2 separate regions of the Mus musculus genome follow, and region 2 is linked to region 1. Evidence: chromatin contacts called from public Hi-C data. All regions are on one chromosome and are shown on one strand. Each heading gives the region's core, a stretch centred on a gene start, on an enhancer-like site or on the middle of the called end of the contact. The rest is flanking DNA. Distances are from core to core; before and after follow the strand shown.

What was found. A called contact is a pair of places that touch in the nucleus more often than the background predicts.
Region 2: a Hi-C map of the G1E-ER4 cell line shows a contact between it and region 1, with 3 times the contacts expected there. The contact joins two enhancer-like sites. A contact is called at or near these places in 5 of 484 Hi-C or Micro-C datasets (the G1E-ER4 cell line and embryonic stem cells) and 2 of 115 datasets of contacts at active chromatin or transcription factors (both in embryonic stem cells).

Annotation. Positions count from the first base shown.
Region 1 is chr8:72,265,447-72,272,563 of GRCm38.p6, forward strand. No RefSeq gene overlaps it. Among named protein-coding and RNA genes, the nearest start is that of Gm51537, 13 kb to the right of the region's middle. Within about 2 kb of position 3,170, at least 105 of the 459 cell types and tissues checked have an H3K27ac peak or open chromatin away from gene starts, as enhancers often do. A contact at or near this core is called in the G1E-ER4 cell line, where this site is marked.
Region 2 is chr8:72,662,430-72,670,050 of GRCm38.p6, forward strand. It overlaps Nwd1 (NACHT and WD repeat domain containing 1), which reads left to right. Exons shown (of 19, transcript NM_176940.5): 4 at 1-15; 5 at 4,181-5,450. Among named protein-coding and RNA genes, the nearest start is that of Nwd1, 20 kb to the left of the region's middle. Within about 2 kb of position 3,137, at least 65 of the 459 cell types and tissues checked have an H3K27ac peak or open chromatin away from gene starts, as enhancers often do. A contact at or near this core is called in the G1E-ER4 cell line, where this site is marked.

The DNA of each region.
Region 1 (7,117 bases), core at 1,920-4,419:
GTCCAAGAGAGCAGAGCAGGAGATACCACAGGTCCTAAGTGCTGCCTCTTCCTGCACAGGCTCCACCCTTTGGCTCCGCTTGCCCTCTTGTTTCCCACCCAAATAGCTTCCAAGAGAAACAGGCTGCACCTGGGATGGCTTCCCAGAAGGCCTGGCTGCAGCAGCCGAACCACGGGAAGAACTTGTGGGAGGTCACATGGTCATGCTCACAATCGCTCCACCACCTCCCCCCCCCCCCCCCCCCCCCCCGCTGCACAGGAGGGAGAGCTAGGCACGAGGATGCTGGAGCCTGTCGCACCTGACTGCCACCCTGACTCAACTTCTTGCCAGCATCCGAGCCTCCATACCCCTCCATACCCTGTCTGGGAAATGGGCTCAGAAGGGCCTGAACTGTGATGGGATTGAGGGATGCATGCAGGAAGTCAACCGAAATCTCCAGATGAAAGAACCCCAGCATTCCTCCATGGTTGTATAGAATTCTGCCCCGAGCCCATCCCTGTTACACACTGGAAAATCCATAGTGGGCTGGGCTGGCTCAGTGGCAAGGGAGCTTTCCATGGAAGCACGAGGACCTGAGTTCGGATCCCAGAATCCTTGTAAAAAGCTGGCCATGGCTGCGAGCCTGTGACCCAGAGCTGGGGCTTGCTGGATGCCAGTCTGGACTCTGACTCGAGAATAAGGTGGAGAGTGACAGAAGATCCATGACATCCACGTGCATGTGCACGTGCACGCACCACTCACACATAACACCATAATAAAGTAATTGTAAATAAGTCAATACATACGCATATAAATATGTGTGTGCATCTGGGGAGCAGAGTCAAACTACATAGCCTAGATTGGCCACAGACTTGAATGGATCTTGGACCTCAGTGTCATGGTGCTAGAAATACAGGTGCAAGTCACCACACACAACTTTAGGTTTTTGTTTTTGTAAGGGTCTCATGCAGTCAGGCTGCCCTCCAACCTGCCAAGTAGTAGAAGGTAACATGAATTCCTGATCTCCCTGCCTTATTTCCTCAGTGCTGAGGTGACAGGTGACTGCCACCACATCTAGTTTATGTGGTGCTAGGAATGAACCCAGGGTATCATGCATGTTAACTGAGCTACAAGCACCCTAACAAATGAGCTACAAGCACCCTAACAGCTAAGCTATAGCCTCAGCCCCTCAAACTATTTTAATTGATTTTTAAATCCACATGAAATACATTGGTGAAATTCAGAAGTAAGTGTAGTACAACTATCACTTCTACTAAGTTCCAGAACACTCTTTTTACCCAGAAAGAAAACTCATATCCAACAGCAGTCTTGGCCCACTCCCTCCCTCAGCCCCTGGCAGCCTGTGTCAGTCTGGATTGATTTGGGTACTGTATGGCAGTGGGATTCCATCCTGTGGGGCTTTCTATGCCTGGCTCTGCCACTCAGTGTCTCATCCCCAGGGTCTGTCCTTGTGGCAATGTGAGTCAGAGCTCTGTTCCTTTTCAAGGCTGAATAATATTCCACAGTGTAGATGAGTCCCATTGTGCTGGCCATGAACCTCCATTGATACACACCTGTTTAAACATTTCTCTGTGTGTGTGTGTGTGTGTGTGTGTGTGTGTGTGTGTGTGTGTGTACCATGTATGTAGGTCAGAAGACAGTTTGTAGGAGTCTCTCCTTCCTCCCTGTGGGTCCTTTGATGGCAAGTGCCTCATCTTGGCCCATACACGCAGATGCCCTGCAGGATTTTATGAGCTGTAGGGAGTGAGAAAATGAGATGCTCCTATTTCAAGTGAAGGCTGTCACTGTGTCACTCATGCATGTCTTTAATGTCTCAGTGAATTCATAGCAATGAACTTCCTTTCTGATCACCCACACATGCAAATGTGCACACGCGTGCGCGCGCGCTCGCACACACACACACACACACACACACACACAGGTAGTCATATGTTGAGTGTCATTTATGTATTTGTAATAAAAACACTTTTTAAGGGCCAGATGTGCTGAAACAGAACTTCAGTCCCAGCACCAGGGAGGCAGAGACACAGGCAAAGGCAGCTGAATCTTTATGAGTTCAAGGCCAGTCTGGACTACAAATTGAGAGCAAGGACAGCCAAGGCTACACAGAGAAATCCTATCTCAAAAAAAAAAAAGAAAGAAAGAAAGAAAAGAAAAGAAAAAGAAAGAAAAGGAAAAAACCCGAGTTTTTAAAATAAAAGAACAATATTCTGAGCCTGGTGATGTGGCGATGTGGTGTGTGCCCGCGCTGGGGAGGCTGAGGCAGGAGACTGACTTCAGGCCGCTTGGGCCACAGAACAAGGCCCTAGGTCAAAACCACAACCACAACAATAGCAAAGGAATTCTCCAAAAGTCTGTCTTGGTCAGTGAGGGCAGAGGGGAAAAATCAGATTTCCAGGGGGCGAGAGGGCTCTGTGGGTGCTTGATGCCAAGTCTTAGGACCAGGACCCACGTGGTAGAAGAAGAGAGATGACTCCCCTGCGTTGCCCTGTGACTTCTCCATGTACACCGTGGCATAAGGACATGCACTCACACAAATTTTAAAAGTTAAAAAAAAAAAAAAACTTTAAAGAATCAGACTTTCAGACTTAGAGCTCCATCTTATAACCTCCATTTCCTCCTCTGGGAAATGGGGACAGTAGAAGCTTGACTCTGAGCATTCCCACATGTGTTTCTTTAGCCTGGTCACCCCTTCCAAACGATCTTCCTGGTGAACTTCCGTGAAACTTCACCTGCAGTGACCCTCCTCCAGACACTTTTGTGTTTCAGGGCCGGGGACATCTGTGTGCCCCTGGACTTGGAGCCCCTTGATGGACACAGAGGGTTGGAGAGTGGTGAAAGCAGAGACATCCAGGGCTCAGCAGTATGGCACGGGACTCCGAATACAGTGTTCTTTCCCAAAATCTGTGTGCACGAAAGTGCCCAGCCACGGTCATCTGGGCCCTGCCCCCTCCCCATCCTCACAGCCCCTGCCAGGGCCAGGACAGCCTGTCCCCTGAGTGTCCCCCAGGTCATAGATAAGGCTGCCAGTGGCTATCGGCAGGAAACATCTTAGCAAGCAGGAAACCACGAAGTGAGCCAACTGCGCCCGCGCCGAGCTCAGCCTATCCTTGGCCTGATATTTTGGGAGCCGCTATTTAAGCCCGACTCGACTCCTGCCATGAGCTGGACTGTTCTTGTGAGGTTGGAGGGAGACTCCATTTCCACATCCCTCAGAAGCCTGCGGCCAGAGATATGAGGATCGGATCACAGAGGCCCTCTAGAGAGCCACAGCCTCTTCTCTAGCCGCTGGGCAGCCCGAGCATGTGGCGTCACCTCTCTGGGCCAGTTTTCCCCTTCACAGCTTGGATTCTGTCCTAAATGAAAAACCAAGTAGGAGGCCAGGTCATGCCTGAACCAGCCTGTGAGAGAGACCCATGTTCAAGTGAAAGCAAGGCCGGAGCTGGAGAACTGGCGGCTCAGCAGCTAGGAGCACCTGCTGCTCTTGCAGAGAGCCTAGGTTCAGTTCCCGACATCCACACGGCACCCTCACAATCATCTGTGACTCAGCTCCAGCAGAGCTGACCCCCTCTAAGCTGTGCAGGCAGAAGGTATATATGCAGTGCACATACATGCAAGCAAACACACACACACAATATAAAGTAAATAAAAATTGGGGTGTGCGCTGGATGGTTGTGGCAGGCAGATCTTTGTGAGTTCGAGACCAGCCTGGTTTACAGGGTGAGTTCCAGGAGAGCCAGGGCTACATAGTGAAACCCCATCTCAAAACAACAGCAACAGAATGGTATGGAGGGGTGGTATAGTGATCAAGAGCTAGCGCAGAGATGGGAGTGCAGTTCCCAGCACCCTGATCGAGAGGCTCTGAGGGCATCTGCACTTACTCATGTGCACAAACCCCCTTACAGATACATACACACAACTAAAACTTGGAAATTAATGAATAGAAGAGTAGCCAGGGCTTCCTACTGAGGCTCAGTTGGTAGAGCTCTCACCCAGCATTTGTAAAAGCCTGAATTCCACCGCCAGCATAAACACAGCATTCCAGGTGTGGAGACAGGAATTTAGAGCTCAACATGATCCTTAGGGACTGGAGAGATGGCTCAGTGGTTAAGAGCACTGGCTGCTCTTCCAGAGGTCCCGAGTTCAATTCTCAGCAACCACATGGTGGCTCACAACCATCTGTAATGGGATCTGATGCCCTCTTCTGGTGTGAGACAGGGTACTCATATATATTATATACTCATATATATATATACATATACATATATATATACATATACATATATCTCTGTGTAGCTCTGGCTGTCCTGGAACTCACTTTGTAGACCAGACTGGCCTCGAACTCAGAAATCCACCTGTTTCTGCCTCCCGAGTGCTGGGATTAAAGGCGTGCGCCACCACGCCCGGCTGGAAAATTTTTTTGAGAGCAGCTTTGGCTGCATAATGAAATCCAGGCCAGCTTGGGCTACAGAGAGGAAACCCTATCTCATAAAAGAAACACACCCCAAACAAAAGGGGGGCAACAAAATGGCTCATCGGAGGCACTTGCCACTGACAATCAGGGTTGGATACCCAGGGCCTGTGTCCTGCAAGCTGTCCACTGGCTTATACAAACACAGTACAATACAGCAAATACATGTGCTCTTTAAACGGGGTGGGGTGGGAGAGAGAGAGAGAGAGAGAGAGAGAGAGAGAGAGAGAGAGAGAGAGAGAGAGAGATCTAGGCATGGTGGTATACACCTTTAATCTCTGTGTGTTCAGAAGCAGAAGCAAGAGAAATTTTGTGAGTTCCAGGCCAGTCAGGGCTACACAATGAGACTGTTTTGTTTTGGCTTTTGGAATCAGGACTTCTCTGTATAGCACAGACTGTCCTAAGGGCTCCTTCTGTAGACCAGGCTGGTCAGATTCAGAGATTCCCCCAGTCTCTGACTCCCTCATGCTGGGATTAAAGGTGTGCATCACCACTGCCCTTTGGGAGGCCGGTTGTTTGGTTGGTTCCTCTAAGGCCTCCCAATACAAACTGGAGTGAAGTGACGGATTATAAAGATACTGCTGTAATTACTTTCATTTTCCAGACTTACAAATGGAGGCCCAGAGTAGGAAAGACACTAGCCTGGGGCCACACAGCAGCCCAGAGGCCCTGGCCACCACAGCCTAGTCTGTTATATGGCTGGCCAACTAGAAGCAGTTGTACCTTCCCTATGGCATCCAGGTGGAGCACATACCCAAACTACCAGGTCCCTTTGACAAGCGCTTTTCTCCTCAGGCTAGTAAAAGTGAAAAGTAGAAGTGAGACCAAGGCCCAATCTCTCCAGTCCGCGTGGCCCCTGCTCAGAGCCAGGCAGAGGCAAGCGAAGGACGCCAAGCGTGGCTATGTAAAGCGGCCACTGGCACCTGCCGGGACGGGTGGTGAAGCAGGCACTGTGGCCCCCGCCTGGGCAGCTGCAGCCACCCAAAGGGAACGGCTGTGCCAGATATAACTCGGCCAGACCCCACCCAGAGGGCAGCTCCCAGCCCCTGTGCCTGAAAAGTCACTCTGGGCCAAAGACTCTTGGTGGGTTACTAGCCTGTGCCAGGCCTCAGTGTGGCCACGTGTCCCTCAATATCTGTAAGTACTGGTGAGGAATAGAAGTCAAAGACCTGCAGGTCCGAGCTCCCTCCTCAGGGCTGGCTTCCATGTCGGGAGGCTCCTTACCTCCCAGGGGCCCAGGTACACAACTTTGAAAATTGGGCTGGTGAAAGTTGCAGCCACTACAGGAGACTTGGACCTGGGCAGCCCTCTGGTTAAATGTGCTAATGCCTTCAGGGCCTTCCCCCCACCCCGGGCAGTACTTAGAGAGACCCTGCCTCAGTACACCCCACGTGCCTGGCTGCCCTTCCAGTCCCCATCTACAACTCCAGCCTTATCAGACATCTACAGATTACCTCCGGGTCTCAGCTTCCAATTGCCGCCCCACCCTGCCCCTCCTCACCCCTCCTCGCCTCTCCCCCTCCCTTCCCGTTCTCAGCCCTCCTCCCCTCTTTTTTAATTTAGCTAGCAACTAATTAGTGTAACAATGTATTTTAGTTATCTGTGTGCCCGTGTATGCAGGTGGCTATGAAGGCCTGTGGACCTGGAACTGGACTAAGGGTTGTGACTGGGCCACGTGAGTTCCAGGGTCCCAGCTCAGGTTCTCTGCAGGCACAGGCAGTGAGCTTATCTACCGATGCATCTCTCTAGACCTTTGTTTAATTTTGTTTGATTTTAAAATTATGTTTATTTCTTAGTTGTCAATGGACGTGTTTGGGGGTTAGAGGACTACTTGTAGGAAGGAATTGGTTCTCTCCTACCATCTGGGTTCTAAGGGTTGAACAAATCATTGAGCTTGGCAGCAAGATCTTTTACCAAACTGACCAGCCCTGACCTTGACTCCAGATCATCTTTCCTCCCTCCCTATGCTGAGATCAGACATGTGTGCCACACCCAGCTGATGTGCACTGGGGTGGGACCTGGGCCTGGTTCGTGTATTCAGAGCTACAGCCACATACACATCATACCTTCGTGAGTCAGGGATGCCCAAAGCTCTGTAGCTCAGATTGATGGATCTTGTAATCTTCCTGCCTCACCTTCCCAAAGGCTGGTCACAGCAGGCAGTATCTTTTCCCTGTCAATTTTTAAAAGGGGTGGGGGTTGGGAGGTGGGATGGAGCAGACAAATGGCAGCAGGAGTCTGAGAAAGACCACTATCGAGTATATAGAGACCAAGCCGGCCTGGAACTCACAGAGAGCCACCCGCCTGTCTGCCAGGATGGGGATGGAAGGTGTGCACCATCATACCAGGATAAAGAGGGTATATTCAAGGCCTTCCAGTACCAGGAACTGAGACATCCATAACCAAGTACAGAGCATCATCCCATTTCCCAAAGGGGAAACTGAGGCTCAACAAAGCCAGACTGCAGGGTTACAGATAGAGGGGCCCCTGGCTGCCCACTCATAGCCTTGTCTTCTCCTCCCCTTGGTGTCTAGAGGGAGCATAGAACCACTGTGTCCAAGTGACACTCACAGTGGACTCCCATGCTAGGGGAACAGCAGGTAGGAAGGGCCTGGAGAGCATCCCTTCAGCCCCCCATAGGTGGCG
Region 2 (7,621 bases), core at 1,887-4,386, 400 kb after region 1:
GCTATCACCGATCAGGTGAGACCCAAGGAACCTCCAGAGGTCCATGGGACACAGGACACCCAAGCCAACATGTCCCCTGTGATCTCAAACGCAAGTGAAGTAGTGTATCATCTCAGTGAATGTTAACCCTGCTTGGCTCTCAAGAGACTGCATAACCTTGGCCAATGTTAGTCTCTAGGACCCTCTTCTTGACCCCTGGCTCTGCCCTCCTATCTCCCAGGGTGACCGCCATCTCAGTTTGCCTGGGACTGAAATTGTTCAGGAATGCAATACATTCCATTCCTTCCCTTCCCTTCCCTTCCCTTCCCTCCCTCCCTCCCTCCCTCCCTTCCTTCCTTCCTTCCTTCCTTTCTTCCTTCCTTCCTTCCTTCCTTCCTTCCTTCCTTCCTTTTGTTGTTGTTGTTGTTATTGTTGCTGATGATATGATGTTGGTTTTGGGAGGGTGTCTTTTGTTTTGTTTTCTAGATAGGGTTTCTTTGTATAGCTTCAATTTTCCTAGAATTTGTTCTGTAGACCAGGCTGGCCTCAAACTCAGAAATCCGCCTGCCTCTGCCTTCCAAGTGCTGGGAGTAAAGGCACATGCCACCATGCCTGGCTGCATTTATTTATTTTTTATATAGGCATTTATTTATTGGCTGGGGAGTGTGTGCCAGCCATGGAGACATGTGGAGGTCAGAGGACAATTTGCAGGAACTCAAATGATACTCATGCTGATACTCACTGACCTTAGAAAGCAATGTGTGTGTGTGTGTGTGTGCTCGAGAATGCATATTCGTGCACAGGTGCTTAAGAGTGTGTATGCAAATGTGTAGCCGGAGATTGTCAGTTATCTTCTGATTGTACATTGAGGCAGGGTTTCTCACTGAACCCAGAGTTCACAGATTAAGCTAGAGTAGGTGTCCAGCTTGCTCCACTGAGCCTCTCTCTCCATTTCCAGTGTGCTAGGTTACAGTCAGCATGCCTTTATGTGAGTGCTGACGATACCAGCTGGAGTCCTCATGAGTCTATGGCAAGCCCTTCACCCACCGAGCCTCTTGGAGCATTCAAACAAACAAACATTTATTTATTTATTTGGGATAGGATCTCATGTAGCTCAGGGTAGGCTTAAACCTGTTATGTAGTCAAAGATGACCTTGAACTCCTAACGTCCCTGCCTCTGCCTCCTGAATATGGAGATGGCAGGTGAGCATCACCACTCCAGGCTTATGTTTGGGTGGAATCCTGTGGGTCTCCTTCTCCCGTGGGTTGTTGGCCCACAAAGGTGAAGGGAACAGAATTAATGAACAGGGTTTTGGATGACCTGTGAGTACAAACAATAATAATGACACATCAGAACCAGCTTTGGGGAGACACATAAACTTTACTCAGGGTAAATCAAGGGTTATATAGATTTGGGGCTATAGGGTAGAAATATCCACAGTGGGCAAAGGTCTGACGTCTAAGGTACTGAGCTGCCTCATTAACATGGGGAGGCATTCCAGGAATCTCAGGTGCTAGCTAAACAGGTTTCTAGCAGGACAAGGGAAGGTGAACCTGTAATCTAACCAAGGCTACATGACTTTCTGAAGGTATAGTGTGTGGGGTCTGGGATCCCCCAGGATGAAAAGAGGAAAGCCTCTATGAAAAGGGGATCCTGCCATTCTGCGCTGAGATCAGAAGGCTGTCGGACATTGGTAGACTTGGAGAGGCAGGGCAACAGAGTCTAAAGCTTCCTGCACACAAGGCAGTGTTCTGCCTACTGAGTCACAGCACAGGAATTTATATGAATAGAGTTCTGCTGAACAGGCCCCAAGACCCAGAATTTAACTTAACAATGGTGCTTTCCAATTAACTAGATTTCAGACAACATCGGGCTCTTCTGTCCCAGCTTTTTTTTTTTTTTAGCTGCCCAGGCTGGCCTTGAACCTGTGATCCTCCTGCCTCAGGAGACTGAGTAGCTGAGGTAACAGCCCTTTGCTGCCAAGCCTGTCTTGGAAAGGCCCTCTGTTGACTCTTGTCCTTGACTGGAATGTAGGATCTCCAAGGGCCTGGCCCTTCCATCTTCGGAGAGCAGGGAGACTCCACTGAGCCCCAGAGAGGCTTCAAAAATATCTCCTTAGATCTGGCTGCTCCTTCAAAACAAGAGCCTCTTGAGACAAGTCAGTGGGAGCTCAGGCTGCAAAAAAGCTAAGAGTCTGGAGGCACTGCTGGTCCAGCAGGAGAGCGCTGGCTGGTCTTCCAGCAGGAGAGCGCTGGCTGGTCTTCCAGCAGGAGAGCGCTGGCTGGTCTTCCAGCAGGAGAGCACTGGCTGGTCTGTCTTCCAAAGGACCCGAGTTCAGTTCTGCTCCCCAGACTCCTTCCTCACACGCACACCCGCACACACATATTACACATAACTAAAAAGTAAAGACAAGCTTGATGGTTCTTTAATCCCAGTAGAGGAGGCAGAAGCAGACTCTCTGAGTTTGAGGCTAGCCTAATCTGTGTAGCAAGGACAGGCAAAGCTGTGTAGAGATAAATCTTTAAAAGATAAAGGAGTCCCGGGACAGCTATGGTACAACTTACAACAGGAATCAGCCAGCTGCAGGCTTACAGCTTGCCTCATAAAAACAATTCCACCGGCACACACTCAGGCAGACTCACCGGGGTGTGGTTTGCTGTACTCTTGCTGCAGTGTCAGAGTGTCCAAATGTACAGACTCTTCTTTTTTTTTTTTTTTTTTTTTTGGCCCATCAAGCTTATTCCCAGACTGCAGGAGTCTCTTCCACCTGGCTACTTAGTAAAGACTCCAAACTCTAAGAATCCTTTCTTCTTCCTCTGCCTTCACAGTCCCATGGCCCCTTGCTTCGTGTCTGAGAGCATGGTTTCACTCACTTGGTACCTAAGGTAACCTCAGTGCCAAGCCCTCACGTGCACTGCAGCTGCTAACTCATGCAGGAGTGGAGTGTTTGTTGATCGACTATGTGAAGAGGACACTGAGCTCACAGGGCTGAAATCCCCATCTGTAAAGCTAATAGTGGAGGGACATTTAATACTGCCACCTCGGTCGGACTAATTCCAGAGCACTCTGTCACTTTAATAAGAGGCTGTCCCCATGAAGCAGCCACTCCCATTCTCCTGGCTTAGCTTTGCTGTTGGACACTTCTTATCAACGGGATCACACACTGTGTGTGGTTAAAATTTTTTTTCTTTTGAGGCAAGGCCTCCTGTGTAGTCTAAGCTAGCTTAGAATTGTGTATGCTCAGCTAGCCAGATGACTCAGGAACTAAAGGTATTTGCCACCAGGGCTGATGACTCCCGTGATAGGAGAGTCCTGAGTTCTACAAGTTGTCCTCTGACCTCCACACATGCTCGGTTGCACAAACACCCACAAACCCACAAATGCCATCCCCTCAATTGACTTAACTAAATAAATAAGTGTAAAAAAAGAAGTGATTGTTTATTATCCCAGGCTGGCCTCATCCCAGCAACCCTCACCTTAGACTCCTGAGGCCTGGGATTGGAGGTGGGCCCCACCCTGCTGTCTTAGCTGTGGGCTTTTCTTTTTTGTGTGTGGTGTACATGTGATTATGTGGGTACTCCAAATGGAGGCCAGAGCAGGACATCAGTAATGTCCTTTGTCACTATCCACCTGATTCCTTTGAGACAAAGTCTCTTCTTGAATCCAAAGTTCACAGTTTTGGGTAGGCTGGCTGGTCACTGATCTTCACAGGTGTGATATGTAAATACTTCTTTGCCCCCCTCCCACCTCCCCCCACATACACTCACTCATGCATACACACACACACACATACACACACACATGCATATACACACACACACATGCACATACACACACATACACACACATACACACATACATATATACACACATGCACACACACACATACATATACACACACATGAACACACACATATACACACACACACTTCACACTACACACACACACACACATACACTACACACACACACACACACACACACACTCACACACACACACACACACACACACACACACACACACACACACACATGCATGTGCTCACACATCCTAACCTGCCATGTGGGCTTTTGCAAGCCATCCCAAGTGACTGTCCCATTTGTTAAACTTCACAGTCTGTGTCCCTCCGAACATGTTTCCCAGAAGTACCTCTCAGGCCTCAGTGACTGTGATGGCTCCTTTTGTCCTCTGTTTTGTAGTTATTGAGTGGGAGATCGAGCTTGGCCTACTGAGCTCAGCAAGAGGGGACCAGGGAGCTACCGTCTTCCTGAGAGATGTACAGGACCTCAATAAACACATCTTGGATGATTGCTCTCTGAAGATGGTGGATCGGCTGGTAGATGGCTGCCTGGATACCAATGCCCAGAGTCTTCTCAGTGGTCTTAAAGGGCGCATACTAGATGCTCAGCCTGGAGCCCTAAAGTCCCACCACCTGTCCTGGAGCCGAGACCTGGTCAACCCCAAGAACAAGGCTCACGCTCGTTACCTAAAGCAGTTGAGCGAGCAGTTCGTGGCCAGGACCAACCATCAGGTCCTGGAGCAGCTTCGAGAGCTGGAGTTGGCCAGACAGGAGCTGGGTTGGCTCTACCAAGAGATCCGCCACCACCTCTGGCAGAGCACAGAGTCTACCAAGGTCTTCTGCGGCCACCAGGAGCTCCTGGCCCAGCTCAGGCAGCAGCTCAGACAGGATGAGAGCCGGACACATACTCCCTTGGTTCTCTTTGGACCACCAGGCATCGGGAAGACCTCTCTCATGTGCAAGCTAGCCCAGCAGGTACCAGAGCTACTTGGCCACAAGACAGTGGTTGTCCTGAGGCTGCTAGGGACATCAAAGCTGAGCCTGGATGCCCGCAGCCTCCTCAGGAGCCTGTCCTTCCAAGTGTGCTTGGCATATGGGCTGCCACTGCCCCCAGCCCAGGTCCTGGAGGCCCACAGCAGGGTGGGCCATTTCTTCCATACTCTCCTCCACACCGTGTCACAGAGGAACTTTGAGTCCCTGGTGTTGCTCCTGGACTCCGTGGATGACCTGGACTCCATATGCCATTCTCCGAGGGTCTCTTGGCTGCCCCTCAAGTGTCCTCCAAGGGTGCACCTCATCCTCTCTACATGCTCAGGCCAGCAGGTTTTACATAACCTGCAACAGACCCTCAAGGACCCCAGCACCTACTGGGAGGTGAAGGCCCTGTCTGGAAGTCAAGGCCAGGAGTTCATACAGCTGCTGCTGGCTGCAGAGAAGAGGATGCTGAGCCCGGGTCAGAGAGATGTCCTCTGGGCCAGCCTCCCAGAGTGTGGCCACCCAGGGAGGCTAAGGCTGGCCTTTGAGGAGGCCCGGAAGTGGGCCTCCTTCACTGTGCCAGTGCCCTTGGCCACTACAGCAGAGGAAGCCACACACCAGCTCTGTATACGCCTGGAGGAGACACATGGGGCACTGCTGGTGGCTCATGTACTGGGCTATATTGTGTCTTCCAGGTAAGTTTGCCTCCCTCCTCCCTCCTTCTTTCCTCCTGCTCTCCCTCCCTCTGTCTTCTCCCTCCCTCCCTCCTTCCCTCCCTTCCTTCCTTTCATTCCTCCCTCCTCCCCTCCCTCCCTCCCATTCTCCCCCTCCCTCCCTTCCTCCCCCTCCCTCTTTCTTTTTTGTTGGTTGGTTGTGTGTGTGCAAATATGCACATTCTGAAGCCAGAGGACTTTGAGTGTCCAGCTCTCTCACTGTCTACATTACTCCTTTGAGTAATTCTCTTGCTGAACCTGGATTTAGGCTAACCCCAGCGAGCCCAGCACTCCTGTCTCCAGGCTTGGGTCACACCCACATAGCCACACCCTGCCTTTTGCTGGGCACTAAGTTCCTAAATCTCCCAGAGCAGGTTCTCCTTCCACAGAGCCACATGCATGCTGCTTCCTTCCTTTTTTGTAGGGATTTGGACAGAACCTGGATTTTGTGGAGGTTAGTTATGTGTTGTGTGATTGAGCCTGGGCCCCAGACCTGCATGTAGCCTTTGTATCTTACTGCTTTGTTAAAAAGAGTTCATCAGCTCCAAAAGTGTCCTGGTGGGGTTTTAGGGGTTTTAGATATAGAATTCTGTGCATCTTTTTTTTTTTTTTAATTGTCTGATTGCTCTGGCTAAGATTTCAAATTCTGAGAGAAGCCAGAGTGACACACGTGTCCCATTTTTGATTTCAGTTGGCATGTGCACAATGTGTTGGTAGTCACTTTGTCTCCCATAGCTGTTATCACCTCAGGGTTGTGGTGGTCCACTTTGACTGCCTTGACACTTGGAGTCGACAGAGAGGAACGTCTTAGGGAGGTTTTGTCTGGCTCTGTTAGGCCTGTGGGCATGCCAGTAGGAGCGTGCGCACACGTGCATTTGTGTTCATGTATGTGTGCATGTTGTCTGTGTATTTGTGTGATGTGTGTGTGTAAAGCACATCTCTGTGTGCATGCGTGCTTATGCGGGTGCATGCATGTGTGCATGTGTATATATGTATCTGTGTGTATGTATGTGTGATGTGAGTGTGTCTGTCTGCCTGTCTGTCTCTGTGTGTGGGGGTATGCCTTGATTGTTTTTTTTTTTTTTTGAAATAGGAGGACCCAGCCAGAACATGGTAGCAGCATGCTTGAGCTGGGTCCTGGTCTGTGTAAGAGGGAGGAGCTAATGGAGCATAAGTAGTGAGCAGGTGTCTAGGAGGTAGGGGTTGTGCACATGAATGCAGTGCCTGCAGAGGCCAGAAGGGGGTGTCAGACCCCTGGAGCAGGAGTCACAGACAGCTGTGAAACCTGGGTGTGAGTTGCTGAATGTGGGTGCTAAAAAACAAATTGAGATCCTTTGCAAGAGTAACAAGCATCTTAACCACTGAACCCTCTCTCTAGTTCTTAATTCAGGGAGGGATGGGAGGTGGGGCTGGAGGGTTGTATTAGTCAGGGTTTTACTGCTGTGAACAGACACCATGACCAAGGCAAGTCTTATTAAAAACAACAACAACAACAACAACAACAACAACAACAACAACAACAACAACATTTAATTGGGGCTGGTTTACAGGTTCAGAGGTTCAGTCCATTATCATCAAGGTGGGAGCATGGCAGCATCCATGCTGTCATGGTGCAGGCAGAGCTGAGAGTTCCATGTCTTCATCCAAAGGCTGCTAGTGGAAGACTGACTTCTAGGCACCTAGGGTGAGAGTCTTAAGCCCACACCCACAGTGGCACACCTACTCCAACCAGGTCACACCTGTTCCAACAAGGCCACACCTCCAAATAGTGCCACTCCCTAGTCCAAGAATATACAAACCATCACAAGGAGTAAGGGGTAAGGGGTAAGGTCCTGTGATCATATATTGACACTTCTTGTGGTGGCTGATCTTGGTTGTCAATCTGACACCCTGGGCAGATGAAACCTCAGAGGAGTGGCCCATGGGCAAGTCTGTGGAACATTTTTTAAATTACTAGTTGATAGGAGGTCCCAGCCCAATGTAGGCAATGCCAACCTTGGGCTTCAGCTCCAGCCTCCAGGTAGGAACCTGCCTTGAGCTCCCAACCTGACTCCATGTAGCAAAAGGAACATTTTCCTCTCTGAATTGATTTTCTTTTTTAGGCCTCATTATGTATCCTTGGCTAGCCTAGAACTCACTATATAGACCAGGCT